2 separate regions of the Hordeum vulgare genome follow, and region 2 is linked to region 1. Evidence: chromatin contacts called from public Hi-C data. All regions are on one chromosome and are shown on one strand. The core of a region is the stretch at or near the end of the contact, and the rest is flanking DNA. Distances in the headings are between cores, read along the strand shown. Region 1 has its middle 84 kb from the start of LOC123412162. Region 2 holds the start of LOC123411868 (ethylene-responsive transcription factor WIN1-like).

What was found. A called contact is a pair of places that touch in the nucleus more often than the background predicts.
Region 2: a Hi-C map of leaf shows a contact between it and region 1, with 4 times the contacts expected there. The contact joins the promoter of LOC123411868 here to the enhancer-like site in region 1. A contact is called at or near these places in 2 of 6 Hi-C or Micro-C datasets (leaf and seedling).

What each region holds. Positions count from the first base shown.
Region 1 is chr7H:525,005,103-525,012,916 of MorexV3_pseudomolecules_assembly, forward strand. No RefSeq gene overlaps it. Among protein-coding and RNA genes, the nearest start is that of LOC123412162, 84 kb to the right of the region's middle. Within about 2 kb of position 2,734, at least 2 of the 3 cell types and tissues checked have open chromatin away from gene starts, as enhancers often do. A contact at or near this core is called in leaf, where this site is marked.
Region 2 is chr7H:525,630,702-525,638,515 of MorexV3_pseudomolecules_assembly, forward strand. It overlaps LOC123411868 (ethylene-responsive transcription factor WIN1-like), which reads right to left and starts at 4,444. Exons shown (of 2, transcript XM_045104827.1): 1 at 4,161-4,444; 2 at 3,034-3,960. The coding sequence starts at 4,243. The coding sequence ends at 3,360. LOC123411870 (a long non-coding RNA gene) reads left to right here. Exons shown (of 5, transcript XR_006613346.1): 2 at 1-1,480; 3 at 2,258-2,435; 4 at 2,525-2,605; 5 at 3,364-3,453. LOC123411869 (a long non-coding RNA gene) reads left to right here and starts at 3,850. Exons shown (of 3, transcript XR_006613345.1): 1 at 3,850-3,936.

The sequences.
Region 1 (7,814 bases), core at 1,484-3,983:
TCTTCTTTTTTTTTCCTTGGGTTTCTTTATTTCTTCATCGTTTTTTCGTATAAGCTTTCTTTCCTTTGCATTGGTTTCTTGAGTTTTATTTCAATACATTTTGGAGTTTTTGTTTTTTTCTCAGTTTTTGTTTTTTTGCTTTTAACAATTTTCAGCGAATATTTATTTATTTATTTTCTTTGTTTTTCAGTTTTGCTCAGGTTTGTTTCAACACAAAGCTACATTTCTCATATGCATTAGATATATATTTATACATGTTGAACATTTTTATATACATGATCAATACTTTCTTAAATACAAAATTTGATATCTATCTTATTCATACACATTGTGTATTTTTTATATACATAAAAACCATTTTACACACGTTTTACATGTGGAAAAAATATAAAAAAATTGTCTCCTACATCATGGCATATTTATGAAAATATGATCTACGAAACATAACCTTTTTGTGAAAGTTGTCTCCTACATCATGGCAATTTTAGGGAAATTGTGTTCTCTAGAACACGGCAAAATTTCATTTTATTTTGAAAAGTAGAAAACCTTTAGTTTTACCACATCATGGCAAAATGTTTCTACTGGTCAGCTAATTCATTGCATGGTTATGTTTCTCGGGCATTCAAGTTTAACCTGAATATTATGGGACACACTCTTTCATTGAATACATAGCAAATTTCTCTTCTATAGCATGGCAAAAATCTTATTTTTCCCTGTGCCCATGGCAAATTCCATTTGTTGCAATCTTTTCCAAAAAATAGCATCCTATATTTGCCTTGTGTCCATGGTATCTACTAAATTCCCTTCTTTGTTAAAGAACAAATCTCCTAAATTTATCTATTTATCCATTTTAAATTACAAAAAGTTACCATGTTTTTAGAGAACACAATCTCTAAAATTGCTATATGTTCATGGCAATCCCTAAATTTTCCATCTTTTCAAAGAAACAAATCGCTAACTTTTCCATGTAACCATTACAAATCCCCAAAAGTTAGCATGTGTTTTTAGAGAAACAAATCGTAAAATTATCATATGCAATTTTTATTGTAGGTAGCATGGCAGTTATAATAGTAAGAGCATGTAAAATTTATTGCCTTTGTAGTCTTATTGAAGCAACACGGTAATTTTATTATAAAGACCTTGAAAAATTTATGAATTAGACAATGTACAATTTATTAATTAAGCGATGGTAGTTTTATGTTACATAGCATGTCAATTTTGTTATTCATACAATGACAAATTTATTATATAGAGCATGAAACTTTTATTAGTTAGATCATGGTTGTTCTACTGTACGTAGCATAACAATTTTTTATTTAGACCATGGAATTTCTATTAATTAGACCATGGCAATGTTCTTTGTCTTACAACTATTTGTTCTTTTGGACCATAGAAAACTATTGAACTTACTATGGGAAATCTATTTAACATAGCATGGTAAAATATATTTTTATGTATAATCAGATTTATTGACATGGCAAATTTCCACCTTCTCATGAGCACAATTTTTTTACAGCATATAGTTTGCCATGAGAGCATCATAGAAGTTTTATAAACATTGTATGATTTTTAGAGAAGCCAACATTTTCTTAGTTTGCCATGTTAATCACCCATAATTTTTATCTTTTTTTTGCATGACGTGGGAAAATATTTTTTCTGTTAAAGTTGCCATCTGACCATTCCAATTGTTTATAAATTACAGCATGGCGAATTTATTATTCCAGATAACATGGCACATTTATTTAACTATACCATTGTAAATTTATAAATTAGAGGATGATAATTTTATAAAGTATAGCATGGCAATTTTTAGAAATTAGAGCATGGTAGTTGTAAATGTTATCCCTATAAAATAATAATTTTCTTTATTGTTCGCAATTTGTTTTGTTAAAAAATTCAGTTATCTGGGCCTCTGTGAAAGGGCTTCTCAATGGCTGGATCCCTGCTGAAGTGAACACTCGAGAAAGGGCGTCTCGTTTGGATCTTGTCTCCCTCATTTTTTTTTTCTGGATCTTGCCTCAAAAAGAAATCGTTGGATCCCCACTAAAGCGAACGCTCGAGAAAGGGTATCTCGTTCGGCCGGCGTTCGCGGCCCTCACGCGCTGTCAGACAGCCTTGTAATATTTTTTCTCTTAGATTTGCTGTAACCATATATAAATTTGATGCAAAGGTTTGTCATTTTGCTACATTTTATTCATTCAGAAAACTACATCCATGCTTGATTGCAACTCGAGTTCGTTGAATTTTTGCTACAACTGACATTTTGACTTTTGTTCGCTGAATTGTTCCCTGAATATCTCGTTCGCTGAATTGTTCCTCGCCTAATTCCTTAGCGAACAAATCGTTCGCTCGAGGGAACCTCCAAAACTAGCGTCAGTCCGGTATTGCTTGCGGTTCTAATTTTAAAACCGAACAATTTTTTGTGTCTGTTTTCTAGAATGAATCTGCGTTAGTTTGCAAAAGGAAAATGGGTGCCACCTATAGGATAAGGTAGGAGTGGTTGGGCGTGGTACTGCATCGTGGCTATTTTTCACATTTTAACCACGAGGGGCAGGTAGCACAGACCAACGAGACGGCCGATCCTGACGCGTGATCAGCAGTCAGTCGACAAGCATCATTTTCCCAATATAAAAGTTGGCTTTGCGTTCGCATCACGTCGTCCATCGCTGCAGCCGCATGCGCTGCTGATCATAGGCCGGCGACAGGAGCTAGAGTAGCCCCAGCTTTATACATACAGGAAGGCGGACGCCGGAGAAGTCTCCCCTACTCCGATCTGTACGTCACGGGAGCCTACAGTTAACACAGGAAGCAGACGATCATGTTTAATGCAGCGTCTAACCCTAACAACAAGCTACTCGTGATGTGCTAGGACTACTGTGTGTCCCGTGCCCGACAGTCCATGGCAAGACGCCTGCTGCTACGCTGTACTATCACCGGCCAGAGCAACAGGTAACCAATCTATCTATCTGCACTCGAGCAAGTTGCGAGGGGGACTACTGCTCTTGTCACTAGTCACTCGCGACCGAAGTGCGAGGGAACTTGAACTCACTCCGCTTTGAAAGTTAGCTAGTGGATCAAAATTGGCAGTTGGGAGAAGGTGGATTCATCTTTTCGCTACTGTGATGTCACGACTCCTAGAATAAGTTCGGCACAACATGTTAAGCAGCAGCAAACAGCTCTAGATCGAGCATACAGTAGACCAAGTGGTACATACTCTCCGTCCCAACATTGTGCATTAGATATTTTTTATGTCAACCTTATAAATTTTTGACCAAATTTGTAGAACAAATTGTCAATGTCTAGAATACCAAATCAATAGTACAATTTGATCCGTTATGAAATATAATTTAATATGGTATACCTAGAATTTTTTTCAATAATCTTGACGAAACTTTGTGAAGGTTGACTTTCACAAAAATCAATGCACATTATATTATGAAATGGGGAAGTAGTATTTTCTTTTTTTATTGAATACAATACAATTGAAATGCTCAAATACACATAGAAATTACCCCAATGAACACATGAACACACACCTTACCCATATGAGCTTCTTCGAAACATCGAACCAACACAACATTTTGAGATTGACGAGATCACCACGGGTATCTCGTAGTCGATAGGAATGTCTCTTCGCACTGAGCAAACAATACCGAAGAGCTAAATTAAATTGAGGAAAATGCATGCAGTGACGGCAAACCTAAGACTTCACATTGATGGACTGGTTGCATCATAAGAAACCCCGATGGGAAAGTATTTCCATTTTGAGGGCACATAGGCGCTAATCATTGGCACACAAACAAGTGAAGAAAAACATCAATAAGTCAAGTAGACAGGACACGTTGATGACAACTAATTTATCGCAGGATGCTGAAAACATTTTAATTTATTTTCTATAAAACTTCACCAAGAGGGCAGGATGCTCCTCCAAATTCATAAAGAAGAATGAACTTGACTTTGTTTATAAGGAAAATTAGACAAAAACCACACAATTGCAAACAATCAAGCAAAACCCCGACCAAACCACAACCGGTCAACTCAACCTCCACCGTCTACTTGCCCGCTACCCAGAGAGAAGTGAACAAACTTTTGAAGATGCCTCTGGAAGGAAACATGACTCCCGCAAGAGGAGTCATCGACGGCATCGACCCTCGTCGATCAATAGAGTTTTCGCCCAGAAAACATTCAAGACTCCCCGTCAAAACATGAGGAAGGGTTTGGACGCACCAACAGCTGCAACGACAACCCAAAATACGAGCAACCATAACCTAGTACTATTAGAGAGGAGGAAACTTCGACGATGACTCCAAAGGAAAAGGCGCTACCACGTTATCATTGCTCGCAACTTATCCCCATTAGAAGCAAGGCTTTGGTTGCACCTATTTTTGATGCAAATAGAGCTTACCTGGTTGGTTCTCAGGTTAGTGGCTGCAAAAAAGGAAAAAAATCTGAATGAATAGCTGAATTTTGGTTGTACTATTCTCCTTAGTGGCCCGAAATGTAAACGAATTTGACATTTGATATGTTGTACTATTTTCTAGGATAAAAAGCAAGGTGGGAAAAATAATCCCTATCCGATCGCGTTGTATATCTCGCAGTTGCGATTGGGTTTGAAGAGTTGTAGTTGCAGTCTAGGCGGGGCGGTTGCAACTACTACAAAAAATAGGAAAGACTTTTCTACCGCCAACAACCCTCGCCCCCCGACCAGCCCCGATTGTTGTCGCGATGTATGCCTTGCAATTGCTCTTGGGTGCGATGAGTTCTAGTTGCGGTCTGGTCGGACGGTTGCAAGTTCTACAAAATAAACAAAACCTAAAAAAAAGGAAGAAAAGGCTTGGCTACCGCCGAGAACCCTCGACCCCAACCCCCCACCCCACCCCCAAGTTGAAGTCGCCTTGTATGTCTCGCAGTTGCGCTTGGGTGCCATGAGTTGCAGTTGCCGTCTGGTCGGGGCGGGTGTAACAACTACAAAAAAAATAAAACTTAAAAAATGAAGAAAAGGCTTTGCTGTCGCCAACAACCCTTGCGCCCCCCAGACCACCTCCGGTTGCGATTGCATTGTAATTTGTGGTCTGGTCACGGCGGATGCAAATACTACAAAAAAGAAAGAAAATACTTTGTTGCTGCCAACAACCCTTGCCCCCACTCGACCAACCCCGGTTGCGGTCGCGCTATATGCCTTTCAATTGCGCTTGGGTGTGATGAGTTGTAGTTGCGATCTGGTCAGGGTGGTTGCAACTACTATAAAAAACCTAAAAAGGGAAGAAAAGGCTTTGCTTCCGTTGACAACCCTTGCCCTCCCGACCACCCCTGGTTGCGATCGCGTTCTATGTCTCACAATTGCGCTTGGGTGCGATGAGTTGCAGTTGCGGTCTGGTTGGGGCAGTTGCAACAACTATGAAAAAGAAAACCTAAAAAAAGAAATAAAAGGCTTTGTTACCACTGACAACCCTCACGCCCCTAGACCAGGCCACTCCCGGTTGCGGACGCGTTGTATGTCTTGCAGTTGCGCTTGGGTGTGATGAGTTAAAGTTGCGGTCAGGTCGGGACGGTTGCAACTACTACAAAAAACCTAACAAAAATGAAGAAAAAAGATTTGCTGCCACCAAAAACTATTTCCCCTCACCCCCTCGCCCATCCTGTGTTGCGGTCACGTTGTATGTCTCGCAGTTGCGCTTGGGTGTGATGAGTTGTAGTTGTGGTCTGGTCGGGGCGGCAGCAACTACTACAAAAAGGAATAAAAGGCTTTTCTACCGCCAACAACCCTTGCCCCCCGACCGGCCTGGTTGCGGTTGTGGTGTATGCCTTGCAATTCTGTTTGGGTGCGATGCATTGCAGTTGCGGTCTGGTCGGGGCGGTCGCAAGTACTACAAAATAAACAAAACCTAAAAAAGGAAGAAAATGCTTGGCTGCCACCGACAACCCTCGCCCCCAACCACCCCCCGGACGGTTGCAGTCGTGTTGTATGTCTCGCAGTGCGCTTGGGTGCGATGAGTTGTAATTGCGGTCTAGTCGGAGCGGTTGCAACAACTAGTAAAAAAAGAAAACCTAAAAAATGAAGAAAAGGCTTTGCTTACGCCGACGACCCTCGCGCCCCCTTGACTAGACCCGGTTGCGGTTGCAATGTATGCCTTGAAGTTACGCTTGGGTGCGATGAGTTGCAGTTGCAGTCTTGTTGGGGCGGTTGCAACTACTACCAAAAAAGGAAACATAAAAAATGGAAGAAAAGTCACTGCTGCCGCCGACAAGCGTCGCCCTCTAGACCAACGCCGACCGCGGTCGCATTATATGCCTTGGAGTTGTGATTGGAGGATATGAGTTGCAATGGCAGTTTGGTGTGGGCATTTGCAACTAACACAAAACAACTAATAAAAAGGAAGAAATGGCTTTGGTACCACCGACAACCCTTGCCCCTCACTAACCCACGGTTGTGATCGTGTTGTATGTCTCGTAGTTGCGTTTGGGTGCGGTCAATGGCAGTGGTGGTCTGGTCGGGGTCGGTGCAACTACTACATAAAAAGAAACTTGACAATAAGGAAAAAAAGGCTTTGTTGTCACCGCAACCCTTGACCCTCCCGACCACCACCAGTTGTAGATGCGTTGTATGCCTCACAATTGCGCTTGGGTTCAGTGATTTATAGTTATTGTCAGGTCAGGGCGGTTGCAACTACTACTACAAAAAAAACTAACAAAAGGAAGAAAACGACTTTGATGAAGTCGACAACCATTACCCCCCCCCCCCCCGACCATACCCGGTTGCGGTCACGTTGTATTTCTCGCTGTTTCGCTTGGGTGCGGTGAGTTATAGTTGCGGTCTGGTCGGGGCGATTGCAACTATTACAAAAAAAACTAAAAAGGAAGAAATAGGCTTTGCTGCTGCTGACAACTCTCGCAAACCCCTCCCAACCAACCCCGGTTGCGGTCGTACAGTATGTCTCTACTGTCGCTTGGGTGTGATGAGTTGCAGTTCTGGGTTGTCGGGGCGGTTGCAACTGCTACGAAAAGAAAACCTAAAAAAGGTCCATCTGAACACCCCCGGTTGCGGTCGCACTCTACGACTTACAGTTGCACTTGGTTATGATGATTGTAGTTGCGATCTAATCGGGGCGGTTCCAACTAGAACAATCAGAAAACCTAAAAATGAAGAAAAAATACTATGCGCCCACTGACAACCATCCCCCTAACCATCCTCGATTGTGATCGCATTGTGCACTTGGCTGCAATGAACTTGTAGTTGCGGTCAGATTGGGGCGGTGCCAAGTACAACAAAAAAGTAACAAAAAAATCTCCACCAACACCGACAACCGTCCGCCCGACCAATTGGTGTTAACTGTCGCATATCTAATGTTATTAGTTGCAGTTGCACTCGTGTTTGTCGGTTTTGCAAAAATTACCGAAAAGGACTATAAAAGAGAAAGACTCCGCCAATGCAGGGTTTTGCGGTTGCTTTATACCTCCTTGTAGTAGCTCTTAACTATAACAAGTTGCAAAAAAATGCGGTCAAAAGGTGCCACACACGGGTTGCACCTCCTCTTAATAACAAAAAAGCATAATATATGCTTTCTACCAAGAAAAGACAAGTTGTGTAAAAATACCTAAAAAAGGAAAACAAGAATCCATCTCATTGGCTTTCATGGTTCAGAAGAGAAAAAAAGACAAAAGTAGTTGTAATGCCTAAGATAACAAAACAATAAAAATGCTAGTGGGCAAAAGAGCAAGCATCTATTTTAGGAGAGTTCATGTAAGTAGCTGGATTGCATAATACAATATGGTAATGGATGCTAGCATAGTGTCCCTAGTGGAAACTCTTATGC
Region 2 (7,814 bases), core at 3,194-5,693, 630 kb after region 1:
GCAAGTGTGCGGTTGCTGATATACCAAGTCTTATGACCCTAACCCTACAAGTTTCTATACCAATAATACTACAAGTTGGGGTGAGATGCTTTCCATTTGAACTATTTGTGAATCCTTAGTGCGAACTCATCCCTTGAGTGGTTTATGGGAGAAATAATTTCAGTGAGCTTCTATTTTAAATACACTTTTCTTTGTATATGTGTGAATTGCCTTAAATATACTTACCATATCTTTCCCACTTACTATATTATATGTTTATATATTTTATATACTTAGAAAGATTGGAGTTGGTGGTCGTCTGTTCATTCTTCTCCCAATCTTCCTCCTTCAAACTTTGACAAATGGGACAATCTTTGCCTCCGTTTCGAAAAAAAAAAACAAATGGGACAATGCAAGCCTTCACACTCCTCGTGAATCCCCCCTTCATGACGTCTCCCACCACTAATTACACTTGGGCCAACTGGCCAAACTCAAAGTGGTCGGACCCTTCCGTGGACCCTGCACAAGAGGGAGCTAGCACCGGGCAAAACTCATCTAAGCTAGCATACAAGGTTCTTGTTCTTGGGTAAACCAAATTCCACCTTGTTTCCTGTGGTTCCGTGGCGTAGCACTGACATCTTTGCTAGTAAGTACTCCATCTGTCTCAAAATATAAGACCTTTTATTTTGAGATAGAGGGAGTAGAATATACTGGAAATGTCCGCTTAAAATTTATTCTTCACTTTTACTACAAGCTAAGGAGTGCATGACATCCTTTGTCTAATAGTGTACCTTCGCAGCTTCCTCTTTATCCAAAAGTTGAAACATAGCACCTTTCCATTTTTTTACTCATTGCCAGGGGTAATACTCCTGTTATCTTTACAACCCACTTGACAATGTCATTAATCAATTAGTTGGCATGTACATGCACCATAATTTGGGCCATTTTAGGTGGATCTGGGGGATAACAGTGTCAACATCGCTGGGTAACTTAATGCGTTATGCCTTACAAATGTTGATTAGGATGGCATCGCCAGATTGATTCCAATGAGTGTAGCAAAGGGCAAAGTTAATGTTGGGGGACCAGTACACCTACACTACTGGACATATTGAATGCATGCTTTTGCAACATGGGAGGTCCTTCACCAGCTACTGTGGCACCACAAGATGTCAAGGCGAGACTAGTATGATTTTTTCAGAAAATATAGTAGCAGCAGCAGTGTCACTACCCTAAATCATTGGAGCATCATATATCTAACAATTTGTTCTGCAGGACATATAAGGTGCACTAATTGTCATAATATTTCAGCTTTGCTGTGCGGAGCCCATTTATTATGTTTTGATGGATGGAGACCTGAAGTGGTGATCACCTTTTTCTGATAACAAGGACATGACGAGAAAGGCAAACTGATTTGTTTGTATCTAAGCATCCCAACTCAGTAGGGATCTCGCTATATTGGCATCGCTTTTGCTTCTGGCCACCACCATTGGATTTCACCAAGGTCTTAATCAGGTTTCATAAGTTTGTGTACCACTGCAGTGCTACTAAATGTGTAGTGCCACTGTCTTAGACCTCATACTAGTGTTATGCAGCAATGGCAGGCAGCTAGTATATATCCTCATGCTGCTATTATTATTCTTATTTTTTCTGACATGATTGTACTTTATGGCTGACCAACTAACTGACCGGGCCCTTCTGCATTGACTGCGTGCTTTACCAACCTATAGAACCAACCGTGTAGAGCTGATTTGCATTTCATTGCGACTATATGTGTGTGTCGTGAAAATAAGAAAGGGAAATAATATGGGGACCATGGATCTTTATCACCCATTTTAGTGCTTCCTTTTCTTTTCCCATTTAACATTTCATACATGATTGTTATCTTATCCTGAAAACACTGTTGGTTGCTACCTCGTGCTGCATTGGCGTCGCAGCATAGAACGCCATTGTTTGAAGGTGACAATGCATATATATGTATGAAAACCCAGCATATATAATACTGTATGCATGTGGTTTTGTGCAACATCTTGGTTTAGTTGATGCCTTGTGGTCATCTGTTGGTCCACATAGCCTAGTGCAGTAGTGTGTATGGTCTCTGTACTAGTCATAGGCTTAACATGGTTACTGATTATTGATCATCTCCCAGCTGGACCTATTTTAATACGGAGAAATGTGAATCTGATATTATTTCAAGTTCGATGCACTAACACATGTTGACGTTAATGCACTGACACGTATTTAAGTTGGCCTCTAGCTGACGGATGCCGTTTCCCTGCAGCAATGTTCTTAAAGCACCTGATGATTCTCTATGGTGACTGATCCCTTGTATTACAAGAGTGTTACACAAGGGAACATCCAGGAATTGGATGGATGGTCTCATGCGCAGGAGTAATTGATTGACAGATGTTTTCGGTAAATTGTGTTCTTCGTCTCGGTTTGGCTTACCAAATGATTTTGTGAGTTTACTTCTCAATTATATTCTCATTGATGCTCTTCGGCTAACCACTTGCTTTGAGGTCACTAATGGAGTTGAGATTGTGTACAGGAAAACTCGGGGTGCATGCTCTCTCTTTTCTTCAATTGTTACTCCTTCCAGCTATAGAAAGTACACCATCTGTTCCCTAATGTAAGACGTTTTCGCAAAACGTCTTAGGTAGTACTAACATACCGCATACATGTTGAGAATTTTGTGCTTGCATTCATACGACAGCCCATACACATATTTTGGAACCTTATTCTTAATTAGGGTTACTACTACAGGACTAGGATGAGCAGTGCTTACAGACGATTGTCTTGTCAATTAAAGAGTTTGCAAATATCACCTCACCATATTCCGGATATCCTTTTGGTGATGAGAAACCTTGGCTGAAAACAACACATCATCGGTTCTCTAACAAAGGAAATCAAATGCACAAGAGTACTGCATTACAAGGTGTTTATTACATTTATTAGAAAGCGATATCATTGAGGTTCTCTAACAAAGGAAATCAAATGCACAAGAGTACTGCATTACAAGGTGTTTATTACATTTATTAGAAAGCGATATCATTGATATATACGTAATCATGTAGTACTATATAGTCTGATGATGTTGATACATAGTGTGACTATCATGACGGTGACGGCATATACTTAGTTACATACAAGTAAGCCTTTGATTAATTTATAAATACACAGGGCTTCACACACACGCGTACATACACAGTAGTAATTAATCGTTTCCTAAGCTTGATTTTACGTAGTGCGTAATGGAGAGATACTCGGCTGGTACCTACGATGTGGAGCAATGATCTTAACTGCTTGTGCGCCAACCACCCTACCAGATCCTTGATCTGGGATGGTGACCTGATCACACTTTCTTAACCGTGCAATATTTTTCTTCAGATGAGGAGGCTGCCTTCTTCACCGTGCAGCAGCCCATGTGACGGCGAAGCCGGGCTGCTCCTGCTCAGCAGCTCCTCTATCATCTGCAGCGCGATCCTCTCTTCGTCCTCCATTGCCTCCGGTGGGGAGCCCGTTGTGGACGTGGACGTGGACGAGGAAGGAGTCGCCGACACCGTGCTGTCGCTGGGCGTTGGTGGTGCCGCTGCGGCCGGCTCCTTGTTGAGCTCGACGGTCATGACCCAGCTGGAGTCGGCACGGGCACCCGCGCGCTTCTGCCAGACGCCAATGTGGGACTTCTCGGTGTCGAGGCGGAGGCAGGTGAGGGACGGGGACGGTGTCTTGCAGCACTTGCGGAGCTTGGCGCTGAGGATCTGTGACAGGCTGCTGGCGCCGGCGGCCCCGGAGGACGACGAGCCAACGCCACCGCGAATGTCCCGTGCTGCTGCTGCTGGGGCGACGATGATCTCCCCGTTGGCACTCCTCGGTACGGGGAAGTTGGTCTTGGCGTTGCGCCCGCTCATCAGGATGGCAGCCTCATCGTACGCCCGCGCAGCCTCCTCCGCCGTCTCAAAGGTGCCCAACCACACCCTCCTCTTCCTGTAAACCATACACACATACATGCATGCATTTTGAACACATCAAGAGAAAATCAACGAAAGCAGCCTTAAAGCAGTTGGCAATTCAAACTAGAGTCAATGTATCTATCTCTCAGGACACGGTGGGATAGCCACACGAGTCGTAGGCCGGAGAGTAGGGGTAGCAGCTATAGAGAGAGAGAGAGCTAGCGAGAGGCTTACAGGAGAGGATGCCTGATCTCGGAGACCCAGGAGCCCCAGTGGCGCTGCCTGACGCCGCGAAACTTCTTCTTGGACTGTACCATGATGTTTCTCTGCGGAATGCAGAGCGAGCGAGATTCTCTCTCTGACAGGGAGGAGGACGGGCAGAGCGGAGGGAAGGAATGATCAGCAGGCAGTGTGGCGCAGTGCGAGTGAGTGAGTGAGTGAGTGTGAGCCCGGCCTCCTCCACGGAAGAGAGGCGGAGCAGTCTAGTGTGGGGAGGAGCGAAGGCCCTGCTGCTCCCAGTGAATATAAGCTACTGCACCTCGGACCCCCCCTGTACTTGCAGAGCGTTAAATGTGGTTAGATAGAAAGATGGATAGGCGGATGCGTATACACCTACGCTTGCATACATACATACATACATACATACATACATACATACATACATACATACATACACATAGGGCCACATGGCGTATGCATGTGTGTGACTGGGAGAGAGATCGATTGGATTTTGCCGGGGTGGCAGTAACTTCAACTGACTGGGAGTACGTGTGCCTTGCGTTCCACGTATCTGTTGATGGTTGGGCTGCTTCCATGCATGCCCGTCCTTGTTTCACTTGTACTCCGCTAGGACATTGGGGTACTGTCAATCTGTCATGTGCGTCACCCACTCTAAGCTTCTCAGAGATTTCGTGTCACTACCATGCAGTACACACACCGAATCTATCCATCATCTTACTGGGACATGGTTACTTCCGGGACCTACAAGTTACAACTCCAGTTTCAGGTTGAAATTCACCACTCCCTATGGAAGTTGTGACATTAGTGACTACCTGACTACCATATATGAATACAAGTATACAACATATGTAGTGGTGCCTAAAGGGCAGGCAATTCAGCTAGCAATCCCCTACTCTGTCTGTATAAGGCTGTAATCCATGGAGGGGGTTGGAGCAGTGGGGTTGGAAGCTGTAACAGCATGCGTGTAGCAAGTGATAAAGCTCAGCCCAGCCAGAGGGAAAGACAAAGACCAAAGGAGAGAAGAAAGATCAAAGATCTCTCCGGCGAGAGCTTGCTGGGGGAAGGGAAGAGGGGCCCCCCGTTGCGCTGCTGGGGTGGGCTGTCGGTGAACTGTGGCCGAGTGGCAACGTAACCACTCCCTCCCCGCTGCCTGCCAGTACGTAACCCCGGTAATTAACTCCCCCACCTACACGCTTGGCGACCTCATTTATGGCGTGGGAGACCTCATTTGCAAGAGACGAGCCGGAGCCATGGATCCAACCCGTCCAGCTCTTTGTGGTAATCCCATTTGGTTTTCGAAATCACTCTTATTGCTAAGGGCATCTTGACACTTTTTGCCATCCATCTAATGCTATCTCTCAAACTTCCGCACGCTGGTCTAGACATTCAAGTTCCAACGAACTACTCCCTCCGTTTCTAAATATAAGTCTTTTAAGAGATTTTACTAGGAAACTACATATGGATGTATATAGACATATTATAGAGTGTAGATTCGCTCATTTTGTTCCGTATGTAGTCTCTTAGTGAAATCTTTAAAAAGACTTATATTTAGGACCGGACATTTCCTCTCATTGTGTGTCTGTTTTAGTGGTTAACGTTGAAGATGTCCTAAGTGCTCAGTGCTATTCCTATATACTCAGCTGGTTGTCATTTGTCGCTAAGGGCTACTCCTATAAATTCCTTGTAGTACATGGATGAAATGACAAGCATATGAAATTGTTTGAACATGGATCAAACTGTATTTGCCAATTTTATAGTATCACAAATAACTCACCATACTAAGAAATTAATTGATGATCAAGGCTGATTTCTGACACTCAAGCTAGTGCAGTAGGAAAAGACTCCCCAAGGGAGAAGAGGAGTGGAGTACAGTACCGGTCCTACTCCACAACAATAAAGCATGCGTGAATGCACGATACGACGTGCCCATGATCGATGGACGTACGTGGTTACTCATCAGGCAGTCAAGTGCGAGCTACATCCAGGACGAGTAACAAATCTGTGCCATGCACTGACACACGCACTGCGGGTTTAACTACGCCAGTTCCAATGCCACTCCGTCCATGCAGGACACCCGCAGCCGAGCCATGGTGTGGGGTGTACCGTGTACAGGAGTACGCTACACCCGCAAAGAAGTTGGACGGCAATTAATAACTGCATCCTCCTCCTCCCGATCCATCAGCCCATCGGCCCGCCGTGCAAGCACCCAGTACCGCTCGCTCGCTCAATCACTCGCTAGCTATCTTAGGCTGCCAATCATCGGTCCATCATCCATGGCGTCGCCTGGCAGAGGTCCGGTAAAAAAGGTGAGAGGAAATTAATGGAGCCAGCGGGAATTGAATGGGCACGAGCGCGCTTTCACGGCTCGGCTCCACTCAGATACGTGTGTCAGTGAGTTCTTGCTGCATGTACCAGGACGGACGGAAGCTTCTTCCTTGTCCTGCTGCCGCTGGCTGCTAGCTCGGCCGATCGCACGTACAGCGGCCACACGCGCGGTCCTTTCTTTCCAGTGGAAAGTGCGTGGCAGCGGGGCAGGTTAAGGTGGTTGTTGGCTGTGCGTGTGACCGGCGCTGTCAGGACATGTCTGTGTGAAAGACGGTTAAAAAGGCCGAGTGCGTGGGGCAGTTACGCCGTGCTGCTGGTACGACACCGGTACTCCTCCTAGCCGTGACCAATGATCTGATATTCTGATCTAGTAGCAGACAGCATCCGGCAACCCGATTCCCACGGCTTTGTAGGGCATGCTACGTGGTGTTTGGACGCCAGTATGTGTTTACCCTCTGATGATGTTTTCCTGAGAAGTGTCCTGTCCTCTAATTAGGCGGCGCGCGTAATGACAGTGCTTCAGGAGGGACTGCCTTGGCGTCTAACCAATGTAGCTAGGGAGACCCTCTAGTACGTGCTTAATTAGAGTCTATTCGTGTTTTGGTCTCTGCCGAGCCGGCGCGTTGTGCAAGTTCACATTGTGCACGCGAGGGACTACGGTGGGGCCGAAGCCGAGCTGGTCGGCCGTTTCGGGCAACGGAAGGCGGCGACCGGACCTGTGTGGCGTCCCGATCGGCGGAGAAGTCTTGGATCGGGGACGCGCGTGCTGGTCATACTTGTGTGTGGCCTCCAAGGGGCATCTATCTACATCTACAGCTGCATGCACGGTGATGGAGTGGTTGGCGACCGCCGCCCAGACTTGCATGTACTGCTAGGAGCTACGTACGTAATCAAACCTCTTTCTTTCTAATAAAACCCGCAGGAGTTAATCCCCGCCTAATCCTGTTCCAGCGCAACTAGAAGGAGGGACGATATTCTATCGTTGCAGATAATTGTAGTAGTAGCTCTGTAACTGCAAGCAATGGTGGTTCCAGCTTCGTTGGGCACGGGCGCTGCATCTCCAGCTCAGTGAAAGCTTCTATAGTCGTGCTACGTGCCCAAGGGGGGCTTTCTCGTTCGTGCATGCATGGGGACATGGGTTCAGCACTGCAACAGGTACCACCAAACGCTCACTAGTCGATCGATCACTGGTGTGCATTGCACCACCTTTGGCGCACGTAGAAAAAGGGACGGATGGGATCGGTCGGTCTTTTGTTGGGACTCGGAGCTGCCGCAGCTGCAGTGCAGCGTGCAGGGGCCGGACCGATGAGAGTGTCCTAACTC